7 separate regions of the Mus musculus genome follow, and regions 1, 2, 3, 4, 6 and 7 are each linked to region 5. Evidence: chromatin contacts called from public HiChIP or PLAC-seq and promoter capture Hi-C data. All regions are on one chromosome and are shown on one strand. Each heading gives the region's core, a stretch centred on a gene start, on an enhancer-like site or on the middle of the called end of the contact. The rest is flanking DNA. Distances are from core to core; before and after follow the strand shown.

Region 1 (3,842 bases), core at 1,202-3,701, 1.3 Mb after region 5:
TTATGGCCATGGTATATAACTGGACAATAAATGTCATACGCAAAGAGCTCCACCTGTGACGGAACAACCAAGCTCAGAAAACTCAGTCCATAGTGACCAGAAGTGCCACCTCAGGTTAATAACATGCTCAGAGGCACCACCAATGAGTCAAATCCAGGGACAGCAAAGCCCTGCCTCCTCCCAGGGCTCTGACCTCTTTCTGTCTAAGGAAGGAATGATTGGAGCCAGCAGAGGATCTAGCGGCTCTTGACAGACACTGTGGCTGGAAGGTTAAGGGAAAGGGTAGAAGACTAGACTACCATTGGATAAGCAAGACTCAAGATGATAAGCAAAAAGCCCCATCCCCAGAGGCCCCTACCTTGCCCTTGGGCCTTGCCCTCCATCGGGTCTGTCAAGAGGATCCCACCCTCTGTCTGACCCTAGCAGGATGCCTGGTACTGAATGAACTGGGAGCAGCTCCCAGACCATGACAGCTAAGGGACTAAGCTGAATCTAACCTCCACTGCAAACGGTCTGCTCACTACCTCTGCCAACCTCAGCTCTCTGGTCAACAGCCTGAGGCAGGGTTCACCCACTTCCCTGCCAGTGTGAACTGTTATTAACCTCTTGCTCCTCCTTAGCTTCCTCCTCTCCATAACCAACTGCAGCGATAACAGAAGTATTGTCACTATCCGTCAACTAACATTTGCATGTTTGTGTTAAATGCTTTGGGTATAGTATTTCATTTGATCTTTGCAGTGGTCTATGGCATAGATAGATGATAATTCTCCCATTTTACAGAAGAAACCAGGGCTCACAGAGCCTAACCATAACTAGGGGACAGGTCTAGGATTTGAAAGGACACTGGAAGATGGGCTTTAGTGGACTGCCCTGGCCTGCTGAAACCCTGGGGTCATTTGTTATCCCCTCTGTTGGAAGAAGGGTAGCTCAGATGCTCTGGGGACACCTTCCTAGACAAGCCTGAGATCCAAAGCAATGCTATCTGGGAAAGGACCTGGGATGGGAAGCACCCTTTTCATCTGTTTCTTCCTTTCTACAGGGTCTCACTATGTAGACTAGGTTGGCCTGGAACTCACGGGGATCCACCTGTCTCTGCCTCTGCCTCCATGAGCTGGGATAAATTACAGACATGTGCACCACATCCATTTTCTTGTTTTACAAGAATATTTATTTTTAATTACATTATTATTATGCATATGAGTGTTTTGCCTGCATGGATGTATGAGCACAAGGTGGCTTCCTGGTGCCTGTGGAAGTCAAAAGATACAGATGGTTGTGACCTGCCATGTGGGTGCTGAGAATCAAACGTGGATCCTCTATAAGAGCAGCAGTGCTCTTAACCACTTGAGCCAACTCGACAGCCTGAGAATGTTATCCCCCCCCCTTACTGGTTAACCAACTACCAAAAGTCTCTTCAAGCCTGTAACCCCTGCACTTCACTTAGGAGACAATATCTGGACACAGTTCAAGTATAAGAACATGCAATTAATATCTGGAATATTATGAGTTTGAGTTTAACCTGGGATATGTGTATGTAATTCATACATACGTGCATATTTGTCTCAAAACCACAAGAGCAGAGAATGTAAGTGTGTAGCAGAGCAGCGGTTCTCAACCTGTGGATCACAACCCCTTTGAGAGTTAACTGACCCTTGCACCAGAGTTGCAAATCAGATATCCTGCATATCAGATATTTATATTACACTTCATTACAGTAGCAAGATTACAGTTAGGAAGTAAGAATAAAAAGTAGTTTTATGGTTGGGGTTCACTACAACATGTGGAACAGCATTAAAGGGTCACAGCACTAGGAAGGTTGAAAACCACTGTAGTAACCTCTTAGGGTAAGGCCTTGATTGCTATAATTCTATTTCTGATATTTATGTTTTCTTTTAATTGTTTGTTTACATGTATTTACTGTAGAGGAGGGGGTACATGTGGGAGTAAAAGGGCATTGTGTGAGAGTCAGCTCTCATTTCATCCTGTGGGTCCCCAACCATCCTGTGGGTCCCCAATCATCCTGTGGGTCCCCAACCATCCTGTGGGTACCTGGACACAGACTCGGGTCCTCAGATTTGACAGCGAACATCTTTACCTACTGAGCCCTCCCTCTTGCCAGCCCCTTGATCTTCACATTTCTGTTGTAAATATTAATACAGAACCCTAAGGGAAATGTTTTCAGAGAATCCAGGGGCATCTAATGAAGTGGCCTAGGTGGGGGTAGAAGCCCTGCCACATCTGCTTTCTGTCTTTCTGAAGTGACATGTCAAACTACAGTGTCAGGCCCCAGAGAGCAGACCCAGCACCTGCCACAGGGAATCAGGGCTGAGAAAAGACTGGCATCTTGGGCCTTTCTGCTGAATCATTTCTAGCTGCCCCGGTCACTTAAGTGACAAGATGATACATCAACTTCAGTATCGCTGAAGGGTCTGCCCTGGAGGCAGAGCTCTTCTCCCTCGGGGGTACTAAAGCCAGTCTCAGCAGCAGCTGGAGCCACTGAGAATGAAGGATCCCTGCCCAGGGTCGCCATCTCCCCCTCCCAGATTCACTCTGTGCCCCAGTTTGCAAGACCAAATGATGGCAGGAAGAGGCCACTCCTAAGCCAGCCAAAAAGTTATCCAAGCAAGCAGACACAGCTTAATCCCCCTCATCACGGAACTGGTACAAGCACAGGAGAGAACCACTGAGCCTCTCCCCACTAGAGGAGCCAATCACAGCTACAGGACTCTGAGAGGGTCATGGCCGAGGCCCTGCTGGCCTCTGGCATGCTCCCAGACACTGGTTCAGCCCCACAAGTCACCTGGTCCCTCTCAACATCTGGAGACTATTTGTGGAAAGAAGAGCTCCTGATCTGTGCCCGCCCGAGGGGAAGCTTGAAGAAGCCTTCCAGGCAGATCCTGCCAGCGATGGGCCTATTTACATAGCAGGCTATGGGCACTCAGAGCAGGAACTGCCTGCCGCACATCTCTGTCTTGCTTCCAGGGTGCATGCCTATGCTACAGGCCCTCAAAACACTATCTGCTTGTTTGCATAGATCCTACACACAGCCTCTCCTCCACTTTGTTTTTTTATGTGTGTGGGTGTTTTGCCTTTATGTGTGTCTAAGAACCACGTGTATGCATGATGCTAGGGGCAGGGGGGCGGGGGACAGTGCACAAGAGGGCATTCAATCCCCTGAAATTAGTGTTATAGACAGTTATGATCTTTCAAATGAGTACCAGGAATCAACCCCATCTCCTCTAGAGGAACAACCAATCTTCTTTACCACTGAGCCATCTTCCTAGCCCCTTCCCATACACTTTAAGATGTCTCTACCTATAATGCCTAACCCAGGAAAAATGTATGGAGTTGTTATGTTGTTTAAGGAATAGTGGGAAGAAAGGTCTACACATATTCAGTGAAAGTGTGTGTGTGTGTGTGTGTGTGGTAAGTGTGGTATGGGTGGTATGGGTGTATGTGTGGGGATATGTATGGGGGTACTTATTGTGGGAGTGTGTGTGTGTGTGTGTGTGTGTGTGTATGTCAAATATTTTGAATCTATGGTTGATTGAACTCAGGAATGTGGTCCCTGGGACTATGGAGGGCCAAGCCATAACAATCTTCAGTGGCTGTGTTTATGTGTTTACTACGGTCACCTTCCATGTCAAACACAGTTCTGTGAGGCTGCTCAGGATGAAGCATGAAGTTTCCTCTCATCTAGGAAGGAGTCGGCTCTGGCTCGGGAGAAGCTGAATGCTAGCTAAAGAAACTGAACCACCTGTGCATGCTGGATGAAAGGAAGGGGAGGAGGAACGAACGGAAGGACCATACAGTCCCTGAGCCCTGTGTTCTCGCTGCATGCT
Region 2 (3,633 bases), core at 24-2,523, 1.4 Mb after region 5:
ATTCCAACCAGTCAAAAGGCAAGAGAATTATTACATGTCCTGGAGCTGCCTGGGCAACTCAGGGAGGCACTGTCTCAAAATAAAAAGTAAAAAGATACCTGGTGATTGGTGCCACAGCTCAATGGGAAAAGACTTGCCTAAGATGCAGGAGACTCTGAGAGACGGAGTGGGGCAAGAGCTGGAGAGATAGCTGAGTTGGTAAACTGCTTGCTACAAATGCACGAGGGCCTGAGTTCAATTCCCAACACCCACACAAAAAGCCAGACATGGTGGTGCACATTCGGAATCTGGCGGGGGGTTGGGGGGGGGGGCAGAAACAGGTGAATTCCAAAAGCTCACAAGCTAGACACCTAGCTTAATTGTCAAGTTCCAGGTTCCAGTGAGACACTATCTTTAATAAATCATGATGGAACCTGGAGAGATGGCTCAGCAGTTAAGAGCAATGGCTGGTCTTCTGGAGTACCCAGGTTAGACTCCCACAACTCCAGATCCAGGGAAGCTGATGCCCTCTTCTGGTCTCCTTAGGCACTACATGAACGTGGTGTACAGACAGAGGCAGAAAAAACACCGACCCACAGAAAATTAAAAAATAAGTCTTAGCTGGGCAGGGGTGGTGCACACCTTTAAACCCAGCACTTGGGAGGCAGAGGCAGGCGGATTTCTGAGTTCGAGGCCAGCCTGGTCTACAGAGTGAGTTCCAGGACAGCCAGGGCTACACAGAGAAACCCTGTCTCAAAAAACCAAAAAAAGAAAAAAGGAAAGGAAAGGAAAGGAAAGGAAAGGAAAGGAAAGGAAAGGAAGAAAGAAAGAAAAAATAAATCTATTTTTAAAAGTTGAAGTACACAGCTCTTCAGTAACAACACCTGAGATTGACCTATGACCTATACCTAACACACTCGTGACACACACCAAGAAAAGAAACTAACTTATAGTCAAGAATAAATGGGTACTGTTATCAACTAGGATGGCAGATCTCATGTTAAGCATTCTTGCCACAATAAAATAAAACTCAGATGTTGAGGGTGAGGTTACATCCCAGTTTAAAAAATTAAAATAAAAAAAAATTTTTTAAAGAGCTTACGGTAGAGAAGTTTTATCTCTGTAGGCTGAAGTGGCCCCTCACAGCAGAGCCGTGATGCTGTCTCCTGTCTCTGCCTGATTATTGGGTTTCTCTCCCTTTGCAGCACGAGCTCTGGCTGCCTCTATCAAAGGCAGCAGGAACTTGCTGGAGTGCTGGAGGAGAGAGCTGCGTGTGACAGTAGGAGGAAGGGAAGTGGGTATTCTCAGTCGGGGGAGGGGTCACGACCTCAGTCAGCCTCAGCCTTTCACTGAGAACCGAAGCTCCTGGGAGGAGGGGCAGGCACTGCGGTAAGGAACAGTCCCCGTTATCTAAGAGGCACCGGAAAGCAAGTAATTATCTTTGAGATGGAAGCCAGCTGCACCAGCGAGCAATGAAGAGAGGGAGCAGAGACAGAAGGCAGGGAGCAGGGCAAAGAAGCAGAGAAGGGAAGTGGGGGTCGGGGGAGGCAGGCAAGGCATGTCATGAACAAGATCTATGGCATGCTCACCTACCCTAGTCAGAACTTTCATATTTGCCACTTCTTGTGACAGAATAAAACCTATGACGGCTCAGGTTCCTACTCACAAAGCTGTCTAGTTCTATACATCCCCTCCGACCACTAAATGAGCAGGCAGTCCTGGGACAACACTGCCACCTTCTGGAAGTAAGGAGAACTGTCGTTATTTCCAGCTTACCCACCACCAAGAGTGTTCTTCACCTCACCTTCACTGCTGCCTAGTGGTTCCCACCCCAAGGCCTTTGTACTAGCGGTTCCCAGCCCTCCAGTCCCAGGAGGGCTCCTCTACCTCCAGATATTCTCACACTCAGTCTTTCTTTGCCTCTGGTCCTCTCAGTTGTCACTTCTATGAAGAGGCTGTTTGCTGACCACTCGTCTAATGTAACCCCAGGTCTGGCATGGTGATACACACTTATAATCTCAGCACTTGGAAGGTAGAGGCAAAAGGATAGGTCAAGGCTCATCCTTGGCTACATAGAAACCCAACGTGAGACTGAAAAAGCCCTAAAATAAATAAATTAGAAGGCCCTATCCTCACTGTTTCCTTCCCACAGGCCATTGTCTGGAAGCACATAGTCCCGGGCTCTCACCACAAGAAAATACTACAACACCTGTCCATTTGTGCAACTACACTCAATAAACTTAGACTGCTAGCATTGCTGGCTATGAGACTCTTCATTCATCCAGGGTAAGCCATCCTGAGCTCAAGGACCCAAGTTCAAAGGCCACGGGGATGAATTGCAGATTTCCATTCGTTCTATGTCTATGTCAAGGGCGTCACACTCCCCCACACACCGGCTTGACCTCACATACACAGCAGACCCGCTTTGCAAATCCCCCAAGCACGAGACCCCAGTTTCCATGGAACTCCTTTCACACTCTGAGGTGTTGTCTGAGATGGACCGCTAGTGTAGCCTGCAGCCCTGAGTCACCATGAGATTCAGCCCCACGCTCCTCAGTAACACATTCATGGTGCTTTGGCCTCCCTATGCCAGTCTCCAGGGAAGCAGCTCACTTCACCTGTCACCTTAGCCCCACATTCAGTGAACGCCCTGAACAGACTTTCCCATACCCCTACAATACATCCTTCCACAGTCTCCCACTGGGTCGTGGAGAAGGACACACTGCTTAGGAAACAGCTCCTTACACTTCCTGACCCCGAGTCCTGGATGTTCTCTCTGTTCCAAACTCCTAGAGAATTCTCTTTTCGGCTGTCATGTGCTGTCCCTCCAAAAGGAAGTTCCCACTCCTCCCAAATCTTTACAGGGATTACCTCATGCTTTGGGGTGACTACTAAGTCTCTACAGCCTGAACTCTTTGCAGGCGAGACCATTTGCAACTGACTCCTCGTTATCTTCTGTAATAGGACTGAGCAAAGGGATATACTGAGTGCCTTTTGTATCGCCTTTAGTGTGTTAGCTTATTTCATCCTAAACATCCCCGTGAGACAGAGAATCTTGTCATCTGCACCTTCAGGGTCAGGAGGTCAGGGCTCTGCCCTCACATGACCGCATCAATGACTAACCGAGCCAGGATTCAACAAAGGAATCCCAGCCCCTGAAGCAGGGCGGGCTTAAAGTGGGTGCTCATTGAATATTCATGAGACATGGACAACCTACATTCCTCCTGCCTCTGTCTGACCTTGGCACTGACAGCTCCATCAAAGGCACAGAGCACTGGTGTGCTTGCTTCCCCAGCTCCAGTTCTGACCCAGTTGTCGCAGACAAGTTTCTTCCCCTCCCTTCCTCCTGCCCAAACCTTGAACAGAAAATGATCCAGCTGGGACCAGCAGAAGAGATGCTCTTGGCAAGCCTGAGATTTCTGTTCTGTTCGTTTGTTTTCAGAACACAAGTCTCTTTAGAGCACAGCCTGGGGGGCAGGCTCTACAGTAACAAGAGTACTGCCCTCCTCTTTTTTGTTCTTCTTTCTGATTAGTTTTTTGAGTGAGGGTCTTATTATGTAGCTCAGAATGCCCTTAGACTTACGGTAATCCTCCTGCCTCTGCCTCTGGAGTACCAGGATTACAGGCATGCATCGAGCTCACAAGCCTAGATGT
Region 3 (3,618 bases), core at 297-2,796, 1.2 Mb after region 5:
TTACAGAAGACCAACATACCCCTTCCCTCCTTCCCAGAACACAGAACGTCTATGTGAGCATCACCCACGAGCCCCATACGATGCTCCTCTAGTGGGTTGGATGGGATGGAATCCGGCATCCTTCCCTCTGCCTTCCTAAGGGCCAGAAGCAAGTTGGCCAGATGATGCCCTGGGCTGGGGAACCACTGAGACCCTAAGTACAGACAGTGCAGGTGGTGGCCAGGAGGTTTGCCTCCCTACCCCATTACAGCATCCATCCCAGAGAAAGCAACTGAGAACTACTGCTCATTTTACTGATGAGGAAACAGATGGCTAAGACATGGAACAAGCACCCTAAAACCAGAGAAAGGGGCACAGAGAATCCAGACTGCTCCAACCCAACTCTGACTCCCCATTAACCTAGCCATAAATCAAACTCAGAGTGTTTAAAAGGTAACTACTGGACCACAGAAATGGCTCCACAGATTAAAAAAACAAAAACCTGACACACAAGCTTGGTAAGTCCCTAGATTGTCTCTTCTCTCAGTACTTGTGTGTCTGTGTCCCCCCTCCCAACATAACAAGTACACATGTGCACATGCACGCTCATGCACACACATACACATACATACACACACACGCCACCAGTAGCAAAATCAACAACAAATAATTTTTTTAAAGAAACAAGTAAATACTGGTTGCAAGGAAAGCTTGGGGCTCTGCAAGTTGACACAGGCAGTGACCCAGGTCTGAAGCCTGGCTCTACATGTGGAGCCAGTCATTCTGGCTGAGGCTTGGGCACAGAGATACCAAGGGCATTGACTGGGAAAGAGGATGGGGGACATCCAGGCTCTGGCCAGATGCTGAGGCTGGACTGTAAGACCATCCAGAGACTCCAGCACAAGGGTGGTCCTGCAGCAGGTGGCTTCCACTCCTCACCTCCTCTCTTGTGCAAGTACCTAGGTTTCACCTGCTGTTAGCCCCTGAGGCTACAGGGCTCTTGGGAGGCTGCCCTATCCCTTCACTAGCAGTGGCTGACGTGAAGGCCCTGGCAGGCTGCCAACCACTCTGTCCTGTGAAGTAGGGCAGATGCAAGAGTCTGCCAGACTGGGTGAGCAGGCAGCTTGGGGCCCTGCCAGGTCCAGCGGGGAGAAGCAGAGCTTTGGTCAATGGGGCCTTCTTCTTACAAGCTCAAGGCCATTTACATGGCCCAAACTGAGGTACTCAGAGTCTCAAGAAATGGTTTTGTGTTCACTGACAAGATTTCTGGCTGAGCCCCAGCTGCTAGACACAGCCCACCCCCACCCCCAGCCACCAACCATGCACTGGTGGCCCAAGTCTAGTGCACATGTGTACTTGTTATGTTGGGAAGGGGGACACAGACACACAGGTATTGAGGACAGAGACAATCTGGGGACTTATCAAGCTTGTGTGTCAGGTTTTTGGTTTTTGTTTTGTTTTGTTCCATCTCAGAAGAAGAATCTGGCTGCCCACTCTGGGTATCTGGGACATGTGGGACAAAGCACAGATGCCTGCAGGCCCAGCTGTTTCCCTAGCCCGGCCCCTCCTCCTCAGGCCTGCATTAAAGTAGTCTATTCTGACAGGGTAAGGGTCTTAGGAATGCCTTTAAATCCACAGGGCAGCAGGGCAGGGCCCAAGACCTTTCTGGTAATGTCCATCCACGTCCCATCCGTATCCTAGCTCCTCCTCTGACCTCGGTCTCCCCCTCCTCTCGGCTTACAACCAGATGCCCAGGGGAGCTTAGAGAGGGAAGGCTAGAGACCCAACAAAACCCCCATGTCCAGGGATGGCCTGCCACCCAGAAGACTGGCAGGGCTGCTCAGAGGGAGTCAGGATAGGCAAGGGAAGGCCCTCCCCAGCTGCCTGTTTCACAGCCAAGTCTTGAAACCTTGGCAGAACTCCAGGAGTGAGGTGGACTGGCCCCTGCAGGGAGGGATGGGGGAATCCTATTGATTGCTGAGCTGGAATCTCTTTCCAACCTGGAGTGAATGGGAATGAGATAGCCCTACCTGAGAAGTGATTCAATTCCAGCCACACTTCACACACACCCACGGGGCCGGTTTCTCACATGCCCCAGAGGCTCCTGGGAAGACTTCCAGCTCCCGGCTCCCTGGCTCTGCGGCCTCAGCTCTAAGTGCCCTCAGCATCAATCAGCTTCAATCTCTTCCCTATGAGCAGACTAATGGGCCTTGTTAGACTTCAAGAAGACTATCCGAGGGGCTAGAAAGACGGCTCTGTGGCTAAAGGCACTTGCCACCAAACCTAACAACCTGGGTTCAATCCCTAGGAGCCACATAGTGGAAGGAGAGAACTGACTCCTGCAAGTTGGCCTCTGATTTCCATATGCACACGCATGCACACACACACACACACACACACACACACACACACACACAAATGTAGAAGACGAAGAAGACTGCTGTAATGCAAAGCCTGGCCCAGAGCAGAAGCCACCATCAATCACTCAGGTTTTTTGTCTTTACTTTCCCTGTCGACCTACATGTACAAAAGGTCACCTTCATCACAGAGTTCCCCAAACCATCCGGCAGCCCATACCCCATCCTGCCTGTCTCTGCTCCCATAAGTAGCCATGGCTAGAAGGACCCTGAGGCTTTAAAATCCAGATTTCCTGTTTTGCAAAGATAGAAACAAAGGCCCAGAGAGGGAAGGAACTGACTTGCAGTCACACATCAACAAAGAGACAGAAGCAGAGACCCCAGGCTGCTCGGTCATTCTGTCTTCTGGGGTCCCTCCCGCCTTTACTCTCCTTTTTCATTGTTGGCCCTCCTACTTCAGGGTTCAGCTAAGGCCCAGTGTCAGCCAGGGGGCCCTGAGGGAGCTAACCCAGTTCTCCTCACAGTTTATGCATCACCCATAGTGCCTGGGGGGGAGGGGTGCTCTGGGGAGCACCTTAGAAGACACGGGCATCTTTCCAAATTCAAACCCGCCTCAGTAGTGGGAAGGGGTCTTAAGATGCTGGTACCCAGTGTTCTGTGATGCAGGGGACCCTGTGGGAACTGAACTCTGATCTCTCTTCCCAGGAAACAAACAAACAAACAAAAAACAAACAGAAACCAGCACTTGGTTTTACTCACAAGATCTCTGTGGGCTTGGAGACTACCTAGCCCTACCCTAAAATCCCCAGCTCAGCCTATCTCCTATGAGTCCTAGGCCCCTCAAACCAATGGACTACAGAGATGTGCTGCCCTGGGGGGTTATGAGAAAGAAGGGAGGTGAAGAAGCAGCCAGTGAAGAGGACAAAGGAGTGTGTCCTATTTCTGTCTGATGCTGAGGGCTGGGAGCCGAAACAGTCTACTATATCCCATACACCTCCTCCTGTTACAGCAGGTGACCCTTTTCTTTCTCTTTCTCTCTTTCTTTCTCTCTCTCTCTCTCTTTCTTTCTTTCTCTTTTTTAAATAGCGTGTGCTAATTATACATATTAATGGAGTTTAATGTACTATTTACACACTTGCATGCAGCATACCTGACTAAAATCGAACTTCCTTTAATCTCTCTCATCTCCCACGCCCTCCACATCCTCTTTTTATTTATTTATTTTTAACAGGGTCTCAACTATGTAGGCCAGGCTAGCTTGAAACTCCTGACTCCCCTGCCC
Region 4 (3,679 bases), core at 884-3,383, 1.4 Mb after region 5:
GCCTCAGGGAGTTCCCAGGCTGGGCTCACCAGGATGACCAGACAGTTACAGATGACTCAATGGCCAGCTATTCCCACACACATGCCAGTGATGTTTAAAGAGGTTCTAGAGGCTGCAGAGAAGGCGCAGTGGTTTAGAGCACTTGTTGCTCTTCCAGAAGACCCAAGTTGGAGTCCCAAAACCACATGATGCCCCATAACTGTCCAAAACTCCAGTACCAGGGAACTCTACACCTCTGCAAGCACCAGGAACACATGTGGTGCACAGACACACATTCAGGCAAAATGCCCATACACATTGAGTAAAATAGTAATAATCTGAAAAAGAGGTGCTAGGACATCATATCATAGTTTTTCAAATAGATGGATAATGTCAGAAAGATGCCCTCTAGGCATTGGGGCTTCACATAAAAATTTAAATAGTAGAAAATACATCTTTCTTATCAATAAGTGTGTGGCTTAAAGGTCATAGCCACTAGACACATTCCCACCATCCTTGTCCCTGATTCTATCAATCACGCCTCTGCCTTTCCCTGGGCATCCCAGGACTCAAGAGGCCCATGTAGTCTCCTCCAGTGAAGAAGCCCCTTCAGCCAAGCCTGGAATCTGACAGTACACAGCATCCAACTGTTAAACGCAACCTGGACAGAGCGAGCCTCAGGGTGCAAGGAACCCTGCTCTGTTGTCATCTCTGACCTCTAAAGAATAGGAAGAGGCTACTTACTTGACCTTCAGACCCGCCAGCATGGTCTTGTCAATCCTGCCAAGAGAAATGCAAGGGTTTCAGTCAGTGTGAGGATGCAGGCTCCCTTCTGCATCTGTCCTACAGGGAACGCGGCTACAAGACAAATCTCCAAACCAGGAAAGGAAGTCTCAGTTCCATGAAGAACTGGGCCACACATACTTCTTTGGGAAGCTTTCCTGGATGGACTTTCACTGTCAACCTGATACCATCGGAAACTATCTAGAAAGAGAATCTCAGCAGAGGAATTCTTTAGATCAGCTTGGCCTGTGAGCATGTCTCTGAGAAATTGCCTTGATTGATAACTGATGTAGGAGGCACCAGCCCACTGTGGGCAGCACCATTACCTAGGCAGGTGGTCCTGAATTGGTAAGGAAGTTAGCTGAGGACTGGAAAGATGCACTCAGAAGTTAAGCACACATGTTGTTCTTCCAGAGAACCCACGTTTAATTCCCAGAGCCTACACTTGGGTGCTTACAACCATCTGAACCTCCAGTTCCAAGAACATCTAACAGTCTTAGCCTCTGTGGGCACTTGCATTCATACACACATACCCCCACATAGGCACATACATATAATTAAAAATAAGGAACTGTCGGGCATGGTGGCACACGCCTTTAATCCCAGCACTCAGGAGGCAGAGGCAGGCGGATTTCTGAGTTCGAGGCTAGCATGGTCTACAAAGTGAGTTCCAGGACAGCCAGGGCTGTACAGAGAAACCCTGTCTCAAAAACGCTCCCCCCCCCAAAAAAAAAAATAAGTATGCCTATGCCTATGCCTGTCTGCCTGCCTGCCTGCCTGGCCAGCCAGAAAGCAGCATCCTGGTTCCTGTCATGCTTCTTTGACTGTGAAATGAGCTCCTTGGTCAGAGATAATGCTGTGTGCAATAGCAAGCTGGCCTGTCTTCGTGTTCCTGCCTTGACTCCTCTCAGTGACCCTTTCTCCCCTAAAGGTGCTCTTCTCAGGGTGTTGTCACGGCAGCAAAAATGAAACTGGAACAGAAAGAGACCAGAACACTCTGCTTAGAGATGGAGAGTAGGCTTCAAAGAAGTGAATCTCTGGTCGGGTCTGACTCTAGACCAATGGTGACCCCCAGCCATAAAATTATCTTCACTGCTACTTCTTAACTGTAATTTTCCTACTGTTGGGAATCATAGTGTGAATATTTTTGGAGATGGAGGTTTGCCAAAGGGATCTCAACCCATGTGTTGAGAACCGGTGCTCTAGAACTTCCAATACTCTGTGTGGATGCCACGGGAGATAACAGTACCCCGGCCACAGGAATGCTCCATCAGGCAGGTCAGAAGCCAACAGCAGACTCCAAGGAGAGCTGCAGGTTGGTTCAAGCTGGGAGCAGGGAAGAGCACATTGGCTGCAGATGCACAGCATCACTCCCCGCCCCTGCCTGCACCACCTTCTCTGGCAAAGGAGGCAGTGTGTGAGGTTCTATTTTTACCCCCACATATGCCAGCCCTTATGGCTGGAAACGGAGGTCCCTCCCCCCATCAGAGACACAGTGGGCAATGGTCTCCCTGCATAAGTCTTTTATTGACCAGAGGTCACTTCACCCATGTCACCATTGTGACTGGTGCCAGCACCATCCCTTAATGGTCACCACCACCCGAATCACTTCCATAGCCAGTGTCATCACTGTCACTCACAGTGTCCTTACCACCATGTCTCCATCACACTGGTGTCAGCATCATCATTAACAGTCAACACCATGACAGCATTAATCACCCCAGTCACTACTGGTGTCATCACCCACTTCATATCATACTTCAAGTCACCACCATTACAATGTCATCCATCATGTCACCATCATGACCAGTTTCACCACTACCACTATGTCTTTATCTGTGTCACCACTGATATCAGTGTCTCCCCAGAGCCACCACTACCTTCAATGTCACTGTCACCGCCATTGTCTCCACCACCACTAGTGTTGCTATCATCAGTGCCACCAGCACCTCAAAGAAGCTTGGCACCCTGAAAGTTCACTCAGGCCTCAGTTTTCCCAGTTCCTTCCCATAGGCAGGCTCTCAGGGAAAAGAGGGCAGAGGCGTAAGGGGTCCACACGGCAAGTGCACAGATGCCCAGACATTCCAGGCTGGCATTAAGCTCTGAGCTGTGCTAGAGCTTCCCAGTAGAGAGTAGGATCCCCTTTCTCTGAGGATCCTCCAGCACCTCATCTCAGTCCCTAACAGCAAAACCAGATACAACACCAGGGCATGTGGCCTCTGTTCCTCTCTGTCTCTTCCTCAGCCCTACCTGGGCTCTTTCCTTAAGGTTTCCACACTGAAGACAGACCCTCCTGCCTTCCTATTCAACCTAACAGAGCCCCATATCTATGCCGTTGTTAGAACCCCACCACCACTACCACCACACTCATAGCCAGAGCCATCCGATGAAAACAAGCCCACGCATCCTACATCTTCCCTAGGAATTTCTCTTAATTATTCTAGCAGCCCTCTGCTACAGCAGGGGTCCCCACTGACACATGGTGAAAGTGAGGCCCGGGAGGAAAGCTGTAGTTTGGGCAAGGCTGTGAGGTGGGGGCTGGTCCTTTCAGAAATCCAAGTCCCCAGCTTTTCTGTTTCCTGAAGCACCTCACTCATTTTACCATGACAGAATGCATTGACAACAAACGGAGCCTTTGGAACTCCATCTGAGGTCAACTTCCGCTGTCTGGGAGGATCTGGGATCCAGGATTCCACAGCTCCAATCAGCTGCATCCCCTCCCAGCTGCCAGCTGTGCCCAGATGACTGCTACACTGCAGTCCAGACCTCTTTCCTAATTTAACGCTATGAAAAGTCCTTTGCGTCACTCCAGACTCAATGGGTCTCACCCTATCGTTGCATTGGAAACAACCCAGTTATCCCAATAGCATCTACTGAGCATATGTTCAACATGCCAGGAAGGTCCTTGCTCCCATGG
Region 5 (3,435 bases), core at 138-2,637:
AAATAGCTTGCATTTTTTGTTATAGGAAAGGCGACTGGCTAAACCTGGTGTAACTGGAACTTAGCTGATTTCACTCACGTGGGAAAGCAGTGGTTAGTGGGAGGGGGTGCTAGAAGAGGACTCTTACCCAATCCAGCAAAAGCAAACAGACTTGCAACTGGACCTCGGCCCTGCCCCCTTCCAGACGAGCCACTTCTGGCAGAGACAACTAACTTCTCTGTGCTTCAGGTTTTTCATTAACAGAAAGTTAGCAGTAACATCTCCATTGCTATGGCGAGAATGAAAACACACAATGCCGGTACACAGTGAAAGCTTAGTAACACGAACTGTTACCAGTTCTTAAGATGTTAACGTTAAATTCTCTCATGTATACTCTAGAGGTCCCTTTGGACTTACTAGGCGTTAAATCCAAAAAAATATACAGGCTGTGGCCTCGTACTTGCTCTCCAGGGAGCAAATCTTGGCGACTTCAAAGCTTGGCTAAGCAAGGAACGACAAGGTGTCACACTTCATTTAATCTGAAGAATAATATTACAGGCTCTGTCTTCAGATATAAATTATAACAGTACAGAACAAGCAGCGAATTCCAACAATTTAAAATCTAAGTAAGTCTACCCGGTGTTAATTCTGGCAAGAGCCTTGCCGATCTGTTTTAAAGTCACCCCTGCCCTCATTTCAGTAGACGTGCACCATGCCATAGAGGAAGGTCCAAAAGAGGACGTAGGTGAAGAGGCCTCCAATGAGGCCTCCCGTAAAGAGAGGTCTTCGTGACTTAAAATATTTGTTCCACCTCCTTCCCGCTTTGAGAATGAGGAGCAGGGAGAGCAGGACGGAGGCAAGCAGGTAGAAGATGAAGCCGTAGAGGCCGGTGAGGCCGAGGATGCCGGCGGTGGCCCCGGACAGCGCTGACACTGAGGTCCGGCAGTAATCCAGGACCGCGGCGTTGCCTCGCACGGCTGCCTCGCTGATGAACGGCGGCCCTTCCCGCTTGGCCACCACCGCGGCCATCGCACCCGCCGGGGCTCCGCTTCTGCCTTCACGCCGACTCACGCGGAGCTGTGGAGAAAACCGAGTTACAAGTGGAGCCCGAAGCCTGGCGAGCTGAGCGCACGGCGCCTCCTCCCCCTGGGACCTCCGACGCCGTGCTGGGGGCCTCTGACCTCCACTGCACGCCGAAACTGAGGCTCGGGCCGGCCCGGGACAGCAGCACATCAGCACACGCCCGACAGGCTCGCGGAGTTACCTGAGACGCCGCGGCACACAGTCCCTCGTGTTCCCTCAGACAGGAAAAAGCGGAGAGTCCCGCGCCGCCATCTTGCGCTGGAGGCTGCTGGGAGGGCTCGGTTTGCGCAGGCGCACAAACTCCGCCCCACCCTCCTACGCTTGCGCCTCGGGCGCTCTCCCCTCCCGCCCCACTTCAGCACACAAGTCCCGGGACTCCGGAAAGCCCAACAGCGCTCCAGATGCTGATTGGCTAGAGACTTCTTAAGTATTCATGAGGGGGCGGGCTGAGCAGGGCTGCCCTTTGTTAACCAGGGAGGGCGCGGCCGCGGGCATTCTCGCTGGGGGTCTCACCGGGCGCTGTCTCCTTGACAGATTTCGGTCGAAATGTCCTACACCCCGGGCCAGCCTGTCACCGCCGTAGTGGTGAGTGCGCTTGCGCGGGCTCCTTCTCCTCTTGGCTCACCCCCATTTCGCAGAGCGGCAAACTGACATCTAGACAGGCTGAGAAAGTATAGGACCCGGGGCTCCTGCGTATATTCCGGTGGCCGTTTCTGCTTAACAGTGCTGCAGCCTTCCCTGGCCTGGAGAGGTGGCTGGGACCTAAGAGCCTCCCGGGACCCTGGGCAGAGGCCAGATCCTGTGCACTGCCGCCGTCGGGTGGATACCTTTTACTAGGCGCAGACCGGGAGGACGTAGGAGAAAGGCTGGTCCGCGGGAGTGTTAGAAAACTCCCCTGCCCTGGGCCTCCTGTCCCCAGCTGGGCGGCCGTGGGGGGCGGGCGCCGATGTCCTGTGAGTCGCAGCCTCTGGAATGAGGAAGCGTTTCCTCTGCTCCAGCCGGCACACTGCCGCCGCCGCCGCCGCCGCCGAGCCGTAGGAGATTTAGGGGGTGGGGCTGGCCAGAGTTTGTGCATCCCCCTTCCCGCTTCTCATCCGGCCTCGCTGCTCTTGGGACAGACCCCTCGAGAGCTAAGGCTTGGTCTTCTGAACTTTTTAGGGTACTCAGCCCTTGATGCTTAGTGTTTGTCCTGTGCATGACACTTAAGCTTCTAGACCTTTCCAGGGCCTCCTTCTCGGTTTGTCTTGTGTATCAATCAGGTGTATTTGAATAGGCAACAGGATGGAGGGGTAGATGTTACAGTCTGATGGGGGCGCTGGCCAACCCTGAGCAGCTGAATCCCAAGAGAGAAGCATCAGTGCCCAGTTTCCTAAAAGGAAGCTTTTAGGAAGGACACAAATCACTCCCCAGACAGGGCCTTACTCTTAAGCTTAAACTGGCCTTGAACTTCTGGCAGTACTCCCTTCTTAGCCTTCCAAGTGTTGGAGTCACAGGTGTGACTTGTGTCCACAGTCCTGGAACTGTAGGGATGGGCCTTGTTAGATGGGTGTGTTGGAGGGTGGGGGCAACAAAGCTACTGATAAAGGTGGCTTGGGAGGGTGAGCTTCCGGCTAGGATATCCCAGTTTTTACTCAATTTGTACCAGCCTGATTTTTCTAGGATCCTTCACTGGCTGCCCCAGAAAGATCATCGAGTTTGACCCTATCTGGAAAAGGAGGGTGTAATTAGGACCTAGGGAGAGCCACTTTGCTGCCTGACTTCTCCCTTAAGTTAGGGCTTTGTCTCTTTTTGGACCTTGCTGGTGGAAGTGAAGGAAGGTGTGTGTGGGAGTAAGCCTGGAGGAGCTTACACTTTTGGACAGGAAGCCCCAGGTGAAAGGACCTTAGGCATCGAGGTTTTCCACCCTCTTCCGTCTTGGCAGGAGAGTCAGAGTCTTCCTTAAAGCTGTAAGACCACAGTCCTCCAATCCTAATGCCAGGTGCATGCCTGAACATAAGCAAGCAGAGCTGGCCTTTCTCAGTCTCGGATTGCTCATGGGGTGGAGGTGCCTCCTTCCCAGTCTTACCCCCTCAGGTAGAGTTAGCATCCTGGTTCTGTTCCGGCCATTTTTGTTAAAACCATTTCAAAAGCTGTCCTCTGAACTGTAGCCCCACTGATCTGCCTCCTGGAAGCCTGTGCAGATGACCTCTGACACTGCTCTACCTGGGTCGACGCTTGCATCTATCCTGACTGGTTCTCAGTCATCTCAATCTTCCTAATGCCACACCCTTTAATACAGCTCCTCAAGTTATGGTGACCCCAACCATAAAATCAGTTTCGTTGCTACTTCATAACTGTAATTTTACTAATGTTAAGAATCATAATGTTGCTGGG
Region 6 (3,731 bases), core at 930-3,429, 1.3 Mb after region 5:
CCAGCCTGTGCGATAGTGGCTAGGGTAGTATAGGGTAATGATTAGAACACTGGCTCCGGCACACACCACAGGCTTGCCACTAAGCAGCTGTAGGACCTTCAACAAACAGCACAACCTTCCTGTGACTATTTCAGGCAGAGGAGCCAAAAGTGATTCCTGTCAAATGACATCTCCAAATGACTACCAGGAGCTTTCCACAGAGCTTGGTGGGACAGGATTCTGGTCATGTGGGAGCTCTTGGGAAAGACCACGACAGCCAATGCCTACTATATACACAGGGAAGAAGATGGAGTCGTGTTTTCAGCTCCTCAGCTAGAGAGGTGCCAGAACTGGCAGAGATGCTATACAGTGCATGGGAGCACATCTACAGCCAGCAGGTTCCTTGGCTAAGACATCTAAGCAATGCAATGGAGGAAGAACTCTTCTCCAGATGATGGAACACTGGATGCTTATGCGAGGATAAATGAGCCGGGTCCTGACAGCAAACCTCACACAAAGTAAGTAGACATGAATCTCCCTTGGGCTCAGCATCATCGGTCATTAGAAAAAAAGGCAAATTAAACACAGTGAGCTGCCAAGCATACACCCACTGAGGTGTATATTACTAAAACACTAAAAATTGACAGTGGTCAATGTCAGTAAAAAGACAGAGCAGCCAGGACCTAATGGCATTGCTGGTGCCATGCAAAATGGTCTCAAATGACGTTTAAGATTTAGGGTGGAGGATGTAGCTCAGAGATACACTTGCCTAGCATGCACATGCACTGCAAGAAAAAATAATAACAAAATAAAGATTTTTACCATGCCGAGCATGATGGCACATGCCTGTAACTTCAGCACTCAAGAGACTAAGGGAGAAAGATACTTGCAAGGTTAAGACCAGACTAGTTTATAGAATGAGACTCAGGTCTCCTAAAAAGAAACAACAAAAAGCTCACTACTCTTTAATGTAGTGATTCTATTCCTTGATAATCCAAGAGAAGGGAAGATACAAGTCCAAACAGATAATACGACAGCAGTCATAGCTTTTGGCTATGAGTACAGCCCAAACCAAAAAAAAAAAAAAAAAAAAAAAAACCAAAAAACCAAAAAACAAAAAAACTCAGTTGTACCTCAACTGGAACACAAGCAAACCAACTGTGATGTCTTCATGTGACAGAGTATTGCTCAGTAATAAGGGGAGGTAGAGGGGTGGGGCTGGCATCAGGAAGAAAGTAAAGAGATGGACTGGCCATGGGTCCGTGTGACAGGTTAAGGAGGGAGGTAGTACATGGGCAAGCAGTAATCCTAGGGGGAAAAGGTGAGCTGAGCCTCAACCCAGAGGGATGCAGCAACGCTCATCAGATGTCTGCTTCCGTCTTGCATACGAAGGTTGTTCAGCTGCCTCGCCTATGACTGTGGTTAAGTGGGAGGAGGGATCAGTGGCCCTGGGGGACAAAGCCCTGAAGGACCAACATAGGAATAGACAGTCTGCACCTTTCTCAGGAGAACCCTAGCCTCCACTACCTTCTCCAAAGGAGACCATATGACTCAGAGTGCCCCAGGGTTTCATGAGGTCTTTAGAAACTAAACGAGGGTCACAGGCCAGCTACCAGCCTATTCGGGACTCCAAGAACAACTCTGCCATTTCGGGTCATAGCCATCCCATGCCCTAGAGAAATCAGTGTCTAGGAGATGCCTTGACAGAAGAGAATCTGATGGCCATTGGCCCTAATTCCTTCCCCTCCTCAGTACAGAGAGGTCTGCTCTACAGCCCCAGCGGGCAGCCCAACCTTGCTTCCTAACCTTGCTTCCTATGGCCTCTTCTGACTCCCTCTTCTTCTCCACCACCTCCCTCCTCCCCACTAAGAAGCCACTTTTAATCTGTGAGCTTGTCACATGCTGAACCATCTGGCTTCCTCTGCTAAGTTAAGGTCCCCTGTAGAGGCTCTTTGAGGGTCAAGGACCAGTGCTTCTGGGTGTTCTCAGGGGAACCCACACAAAGCCAGTCAAGTACACTGTAGAGTCTGCTAAATGCCTACTGGTTCTTGTGAACATGAAAAGCAAACTCATGAAGACTAAAACCCTGGCAGCAATCCAGTGCACATCCAGGCAGCCAGCCCCCAACCCCACTCCCATCCTACCCTGCCCATCCTCAGCCTGGGAACTGGGCTCCCGTTTCAGCCCATCTGCTCAGCTTTTTCTCAGCTTCATATTGGGGGTAGGCAATCCCCTAGGAAAACAAGCTGCACAGAGGGAAAGGAGGACTGGACTATATCTGTCTATAAAGGAAATGGATCGTCAATCCCGGATCCAAAGGAGCATTCTGCACCGGGGTCACACTACCAAGGGAACAGATGAGCCCTTCTCTTGCCAGGTACCTGCTCAGGTGGCAGGAAAAAAAATATTCAAGGGGCTGAAGAGATGGTTCTGACAGTAAAATACTTGCCAGGTAAGTATAAAGACTTGAATTCAATCCCCAGAACACATTAAAATGCCAGGCATGGGGCCAACAAATATGGTTCAGCAGGTAAAGGCACTTGCTGCCAGACCTAATGACTTGAACTCCATACCTGAGACACATAGGATGGAATGAAAGAATCAACTCCTACAAGATGCTCTCTGACCTCCAAACTTGAGATGTGGTACATGCACATACATACACACTCACGCACACACGTGCACACATACTCACTCACAAATACACACACACAATTAAATAAACAAATTTAAAGCCAGGTTCAGTACTATTAACCTTAACTCTGGAGAGACAAAGACAGACTACTGGATAGATATGATACCCTGGGGCTTTGGGGCTTGCTGGCCAGCCAACCTGGCTTACTTGGCAAGCTCTCAGCCAGTGAGAGACCTCGTCTCAAAAAAATATCATGGAATTTGTATAGAAATATCAAGGGACTTGTAAAGAAAAGAGGCTCAGTAGGCATGCAAGGGTGAGGACAAGAAAGGGTAATGAAGTGTGATTATCAAATATCGTGTGTGTGTGTGTGTGTGTGTGTCTGTGTGTGTATGTGTGTGTGTCTGTGTGTCTCTGTGTGTGCATATGAAATTATCAAAGCATAAAATATTCAAAATAAAAATACGATTGTCTGATATCACCCTGGAAACAGAAACAAAAACAGGGATATGAGGAGAGATGGGGGGGGGGCAAGCTGGAGAGACGGCTCAGTGGTTTAGAGCACTGACTGCCCTTCCAAAGGACCTGAGTTCAATTCCCAATACCTACATGGCTACTTACAACCATCTATAATTCCAGTTCCAAGTGAGTAGGGAACCCTCTTCTGCCCTCCACAAACATTGCACACACAAAGTACACTGATATACATTCAGGCAAAGTACCTATACACATTTAATAAAATAAATCTTAATCTTAAAAGGAGGGGGAGACCCAGACACTCCTTCAACCTAGAGATCTCAAGTTGTCCACAACAACTCAACCACCCTAAGCCAGCGGTCAAGAGCCCCAAAGACCAAGAAAGGGTCACCCCAGGAGCCCTGTGTCAGGAAGGATGAACAAACCCACAAGGATCGGCAGCGCTGATGGCTGAGCACGCCATGGGACTCTCTGTCCGTGCTGAACAAGTGTGCTGAACAATGGTGAACAATAGTGACATTCCTTAGCCGTAGAGTCAAACCCTAGCCACAAACCATGACAGACACAGAGAGACAAGATATAACAGACCCCACACCGGCTACACACAAGGTCTCCACCCAGAATCTTAAGGGCAGGGCCA
Region 7 (3,284 bases), core at 119-2,618, 1.2 Mb before region 5:
TATAGATTTTTTAAAGCACTCTCCTGTTATAAGTGTATTAAAAATGACTTTTTAGAGACACATAACCAACGGGATAGACAGAAATGAGAGTGTGCCATATTGGATAGAAGTATAAGCAATGCTCAGTAAGGAAAAGATGCCATTTCTCCTCTTATTCTGATGCAGGGGCTGGACCCCACTTGGACGTGGTCCTAGAGTATCCCCAGCCTCCTGGTCATAGGCAGGTGCATAGACTCTTTCCAACCCACGGCTGTCATCAGCAGGCTGAGGAGGTGCCTTAATTAAGAAGCAGCCCCTCCTGCCACAAGCAGTGCCTTTTCACTTCCTGGCCCAAGCTGTACTGTTGTCACAGTTGATGATCTACAAAGGAGATCTGAGAAACATTAGCACTCTCAAAACCCACGCTCCAGACCCAGTGGGGCCCACCTCACCATCTGCTGTGGGCCCCAAGCCGAGCAGGCAGCAACGGAGACGAGGATTTAGAACCTGCTCTCATTCCAAGGCGGAGGAGGTTGCTGGACTCAGACTGGCTGAGCTCTAGTGAGTGCTTGCCCTCTGCCAGGCCCAGCTATTTCTGAAAGGTTCTATGGCCACTCTGACCTGTTCTCCCTCTGACGCTGGACTTGCCCCAGGACCACAGGAAGGCAGGATGCTGAGAGGCCACAGTCATCTGTTCCCATCTGCCATTTACACCACCAAGGGCTGGCAGGAGGATTCCTGTGGAGGGAAGCAGGGGTCTTAGACAAGACAACCGGCTTTCTACTCTCCTTACCTACCCCCATATAGAACTGAGAAATGGGGTCACTGTTTGCATCTAACCGTGAATGGTTGATACCAGAGGAAACAGGCATGGATTTCTTGGCTTCTGAGATGGAGATTGGGCTATGAGATGGGAAGGTGGATAGATCCTGGCAGAGCTGGTCCACTGGCTCTTCTTGCCCAGTGCTGCTTAAGGATGCCAGAGGAGAGTCATGAGGAAAAACAGAAATCTAATGGTAGCTTGCAATGTTCCTTACTGTCTCAGCCCTAGGACAGGAAAATTAAATAAAGAGAAAAAGTTGAAAGCCAATGAAATTGGTGGAGAGCAAGGAAACAGGGAGACTTAATGCTGTTTGCTGGAAGACGTTAGGGCTGGAAACCCACAGACCCTCACCCAGAACAGGGTGCATGGATGAAAGTTGGTTGGATCCATCTTAGCCTGAAATCATTCCACATATTCGAGGTAGCTGAAGATGAGCCCAAACAAGAAGTCCCCAGAGTAAACACTCAACGAGTTGTTAACTTGGGGGAATCTGTGGGTATAAAGAGGCTGCGATCAAAGAAAGACTACATGCCCACAAAGAGAAGGGGCAGGCATCTATCTATGACATCACAAACACTGAGGTGCTGGGCCAGACCCCAGGACTGACCCTGAGGTCACAGACAAAGCTCACAAAGCACATATGACAAAAGGAATACTCTTACCTACCACCATATGACCTCATATGCTTGGCTTTTCTTGGGGCTAAAAAAGAAGGAAGGTTTGCAGCAGGCAACAACTGAACTGCTGATCACAAGTGCCCCAGCCCTAGTGTAGATGGACAGGCTAAGAAACCTTAGGAGCAACAGAGCAGCCTGCTGTTCACAAGCTGCGTGCTGAGAGTCAAGGCAAAATGAATGTCAGTAATAAGTACGTGACTCCTGATGAAACGTGTGACAAAAGCCTCTCTCTCCCCATCATCGTGTAGCTCTGGGAGCAACAGCTGAGAGGTGGAGCCTGTTCTCAAGGCCTCAGCACGAAGATGGGACTGTGACTGGGGCTGTGCCAGTGGAATGAGGGACTTGGTTATATATCCATCCATTTCTTTTTGGCTGTTCCTGGTGGTGTTAACTTTCAGGAACTGTAGCTGACCTGTACCTCAGCTGAGCAAAGCACCACAGGGGCCTGCAGGGAATGACGCCTCAGCCCTAGATATTCCTGTACCTTGTGGAATTATAACCTAGGTCATGAAGCAGACAACTGGAATGGCATCCTTAAAGACTGGTGTGAAGGTAATAGACCTAAAATTGGACAAGATCACTGGGGCTAGTTAGTCTAGAATCCCACTCCACACAGAATATCTTGCTGGACCACTCAAGCAAAATTCATCCCCTGCTTACAGAGCCTAAGAGAGCAGGAGTGTTCCTTCCTAAGCCCCACTCTCCTATAGAAAGCCCTATCGATGAGGCAGGGTTACTTAGTCTTTGCTGCAAAAGTCTACCTCTGCCATTACATCATTCTGCCTTCTGGCACCATGCTGAAGGAAAGCCAGAAGAAATTCCTCTGCGTGTATGGTGAGCCAGAGAGCAGCTTCTCAAGACACCCATGTCCTAATCCCAGCACTGTGGCTGGGTCTCCTCACCTGGAAGACATTGAGGGACTTGAGTCAGGGACCACTGATTCTTCCGGATTCTCCAGAAGTACCTGTGTAGTCTTGAGGCCCCTGTAAAAGAGAAGACCCAGAAGATCTGGAGCTGAGATGCTATGACAAGAGTAGCTGTGAAACAGGTGTGGTGGTTTGAATAGGTTTGGCCACCATAAACTCATGTTTGCCCACAGGGAGTGGCGCTATTAGGACGTGTAGTCTTATTAGAGTACATGTGGCCTTGTTGGAGGAAGTGTGTCACTGTGGAGGTGGGCTGTGAGGTCTCCTATGCTCAAGCTCCTCCCTGTGTGGAATTCCAGTCTCCTCCTGGTTGCCTTTGGATCAAGATGTAGAACCCTCAGCTCTTTCTCAGAACCCTGTCTGCCTGAAGGCTGCTATGCTTCCTGCCATGATGATAATGGACTGAACCTCAGAGACCATAAGCCAACCCTAATTAAATGTTTTCTTTTATAAGAGTTACCTTGGTCCTGTGTCTGCTCACAGCAATAAAACCATAACTAAGATAAGAGTCCAAGTACAGGATGCCTTGACATCTGCTGAGGGCATGGAGCAGATCTCTCAAGGCGTCCACACCTTGGTTCATCCCAGAAAGACCTCAGACTTTAGAAGCCTGATTTAAGGAGCTAAGTTTCAAGCCAACTGCTTTGGCAACTGCAGAAAATGAATCCATCATCATGGTAACCCTTGGTGGAAGTGAAACTCAGGCCTGGGGCTTCTCCTTTCCAAACAAAATGTTCTCCACCACTTCTCATCCAATGGTGCTCCAGGCTCTTTCTGTCAGTCACACCAGTCTGGGAGCACACTCCACCCCTTCTGCACACCATGCACATTGTCCCAAGTCTAATAAACAGCCATGGGCCTCAAGTAGTGGTCCTCACC

The links. Promoter capture Hi-C pulls out the DNA fragments that hold promoters and counts their contacts. HiChIP or PLAC-seq counts read pairs in DNA pulled down with a chosen protein or histone mark.
Region 1: a promoter capture Hi-C map of cranial neural crest shows a contact between it and region 5. The contact joins the enhancer-like site here to the promoter of Tax1bp3 in region 5. A contact is called at or near these places in 8 of 39 promoter capture datasets (3T3-L1-derived adipocytes, the C10 cell line, the HPC-7 cell line and 5 more), 5 of 115 datasets of contacts at active chromatin or transcription factors (embryonic forebrain, embryonic hindbrain, pancreatic cancer cells and 2 more) and 1 of 9 other capture datasets (adipose tissue).
Region 2: a contact with region 5 is called in a promoter capture Hi-C map of hippocampal neurons, with 18 times the contacts expected there. The contact joins the enhancer-like site here to the promoter of Tax1bp3 in region 5. A contact is called at or near these places in 12 of 39 promoter capture datasets (the 3T3-L1 cell line, 3T3-L1-derived adipocytes, the C10 cell line and 8 more), 4 of 484 Hi-C or Micro-C datasets (bone marrow-derived macrophages, cerebral cortex, erythroblasts and 1 more), 18 of 115 datasets of contacts at active chromatin or transcription factors (the NIH/3T3 cell line, SST interneurons, T-cell acute lymphoblastic leukemia and 11 more) and 1 of 9 other capture datasets (embryonic stem cells).
Region 3: a contact with region 5 is called in an H3K27ac HiChIP or PLAC-seq map of cardiomyocytes, with 11 times the contacts expected there. The contact joins the enhancer-like site here to the promoter of Tax1bp3 in region 5. A contact is called at or near these places in 7 of 39 promoter capture datasets (the C10 cell line, cranial neural crest, embryonic stem cells and 3 more) and 9 of 115 datasets of contacts at active chromatin or transcription factors (acute myeloid leukemia, cardiomyocytes, embryonic forebrain and 6 more).
Region 4: a promoter capture Hi-C map of hippocampal neurons shows a contact between it and region 5, with 10 times the contacts expected there. The contact joins the enhancer-like site here to the promoter of Tax1bp3 in region 5. A contact is called at or near these places in 17 of 39 promoter capture datasets (the 3T3-L1 cell line, 3T3-L1-derived adipocytes, the C10 cell line and 12 more), 1 of 484 Hi-C or Micro-C datasets (bone marrow-derived macrophages), 13 of 115 datasets of contacts at active chromatin or transcription factors (SST interneurons, T-cell acute lymphoblastic leukemia, embryonic forebrain and 7 more) and 2 of 9 other capture datasets (adipose tissue and embryonic stem cells).
Region 6: a contact with region 5 is called in a promoter capture Hi-C map of hippocampal neurons, with 10 times the contacts expected there. The contact joins the enhancer-like site here to the promoter of Tax1bp3 in region 5. A contact is called at or near these places in 7 of 39 promoter capture datasets (the 3T3-L1 cell line, the C10 cell line, cranial neural crest and 4 more), 6 of 115 datasets of contacts at active chromatin or transcription factors (embryonic forebrain, embryonic hindbrain, extraembryonic endoderm stem cells and 3 more) and 1 of 9 other capture datasets (adipose tissue).
Region 7: a contact with region 5 is called in a promoter capture Hi-C map of pre-B cells, with 5 times the contacts expected there. The contact joins the promoter of 4930401O10Rik here to the promoter of Tax1bp3 in region 5.

Annotation. Positions count from the first base shown.
Region 1 is chr11:74,496,935-74,500,776 of GRCm38.p6, forward strand. All of the region lies in intron 2 of Rap1gap2 (RAP1 GTPase activating protein 2), which reads right to left. Among named protein-coding and RNA genes, the nearest start is that of Rap1gap2, 91 kb to the right of the region's middle. Within about 2 kb of position 2,452, at least 25 of the 459 cell types and tissues checked have an H3K27ac peak or open chromatin away from gene starts, as enhancers often do.
Region 2 is chr11:74,545,853-74,549,485 of GRCm38.p6, forward strand. The region is part of intron 2 of Rap1gap2 (RAP1 GTPase activating protein 2); the gene reads right to left. Among named protein-coding and RNA genes, the nearest start is that of Rap1gap2, 43 kb to the right of the region's middle. Within about 2 kb of position 1,274, at least 195 of the 459 cell types and tissues checked have an H3K27ac peak or open chromatin away from gene starts, as enhancers often do. A contact at or near this core is called in the HPC-7 cell line, SST interneurons, T-cell acute lymphoblastic leukemia and 8 more, where this site is marked.
Region 3 is chr11:74,408,010-74,411,627 of GRCm38.p6, forward strand. All of the region lies in intron 14 of Rap1gap2 (RAP1 GTPase activating protein 2), which reads right to left. Among named protein-coding and RNA genes, the nearest start is that of Olfr412, 45 kb to the left of the region's middle. Within about 2 kb of position 1,547, at least 133 of the 459 cell types and tissues checked have an H3K27ac peak or open chromatin away from gene starts, as enhancers often do. A contact at or near this core is called in embryonic forebrain, pancreatic cancer cells and stem cell-derived neural progenitor cells, where this site is marked.
Region 4 is chr11:74,566,493-74,570,171 of GRCm38.p6, forward strand. Rap1gap2 (RAP1 GTPase activating protein 2) reads right to left here. Exons shown (of 25, transcript NM_001015046.3): 2 at 724-759. The coding sequence starts at 746. Among named protein-coding and RNA genes, the nearest start is that of Rap1gap2, 22 kb to the right of the region's middle. Within about 2 kb of position 2,134, at least 18 of the 459 cell types and tissues checked have an H3K27ac peak or open chromatin away from gene starts, as enhancers often do. A contact at or near this core is called in hippocampal neurons, where this site is marked.
Region 5 is chr11:73,175,696-73,179,130 of GRCm38.p6, forward strand. It overlaps Tax1bp3 (Tax1 (human T cell leukemia virus type I) binding protein 3), which reads left to right and starts at 1,388. Exons shown (of 4, transcript NM_029564.2): 1 at 1,388-1,647. The coding sequence starts at 1,609. Emc6 (ER membrane protein complex subunit 6) reads right to left here and starts at 1,347. Exons shown (of 2, transcript NM_025318.3): 1 at 1,244-1,347; 2 at 1-1,056. The coding sequence starts at 1,008. The coding sequence ends at 676.
Region 6 is chr11:74,477,967-74,481,697 of GRCm38.p6, forward strand. All of the region lies in intron 3 of Rap1gap2 (RAP1 GTPase activating protein 2), which reads right to left. Among named protein-coding and RNA genes, the nearest start is that of Rap1gap2, 110 kb to the right of the region's middle. Within about 2 kb of position 2,180, at least 24 of the 459 cell types and tissues checked have an H3K27ac peak or open chromatin away from gene starts, as enhancers often do. A contact at or near this core is called in hippocampal neurons, where this site is marked.
Region 7 is chr11:71,938,754-71,942,037 of GRCm38.p6, forward strand. It overlaps 4930401O10Rik (RIKEN cDNA 4930401O10 gene), which reads right to left and starts at 1,369. Exons shown (of 5, transcript NR_045942.1): 1 at 1,154-1,369; 2 at 820-1,026; 3 at 601-717.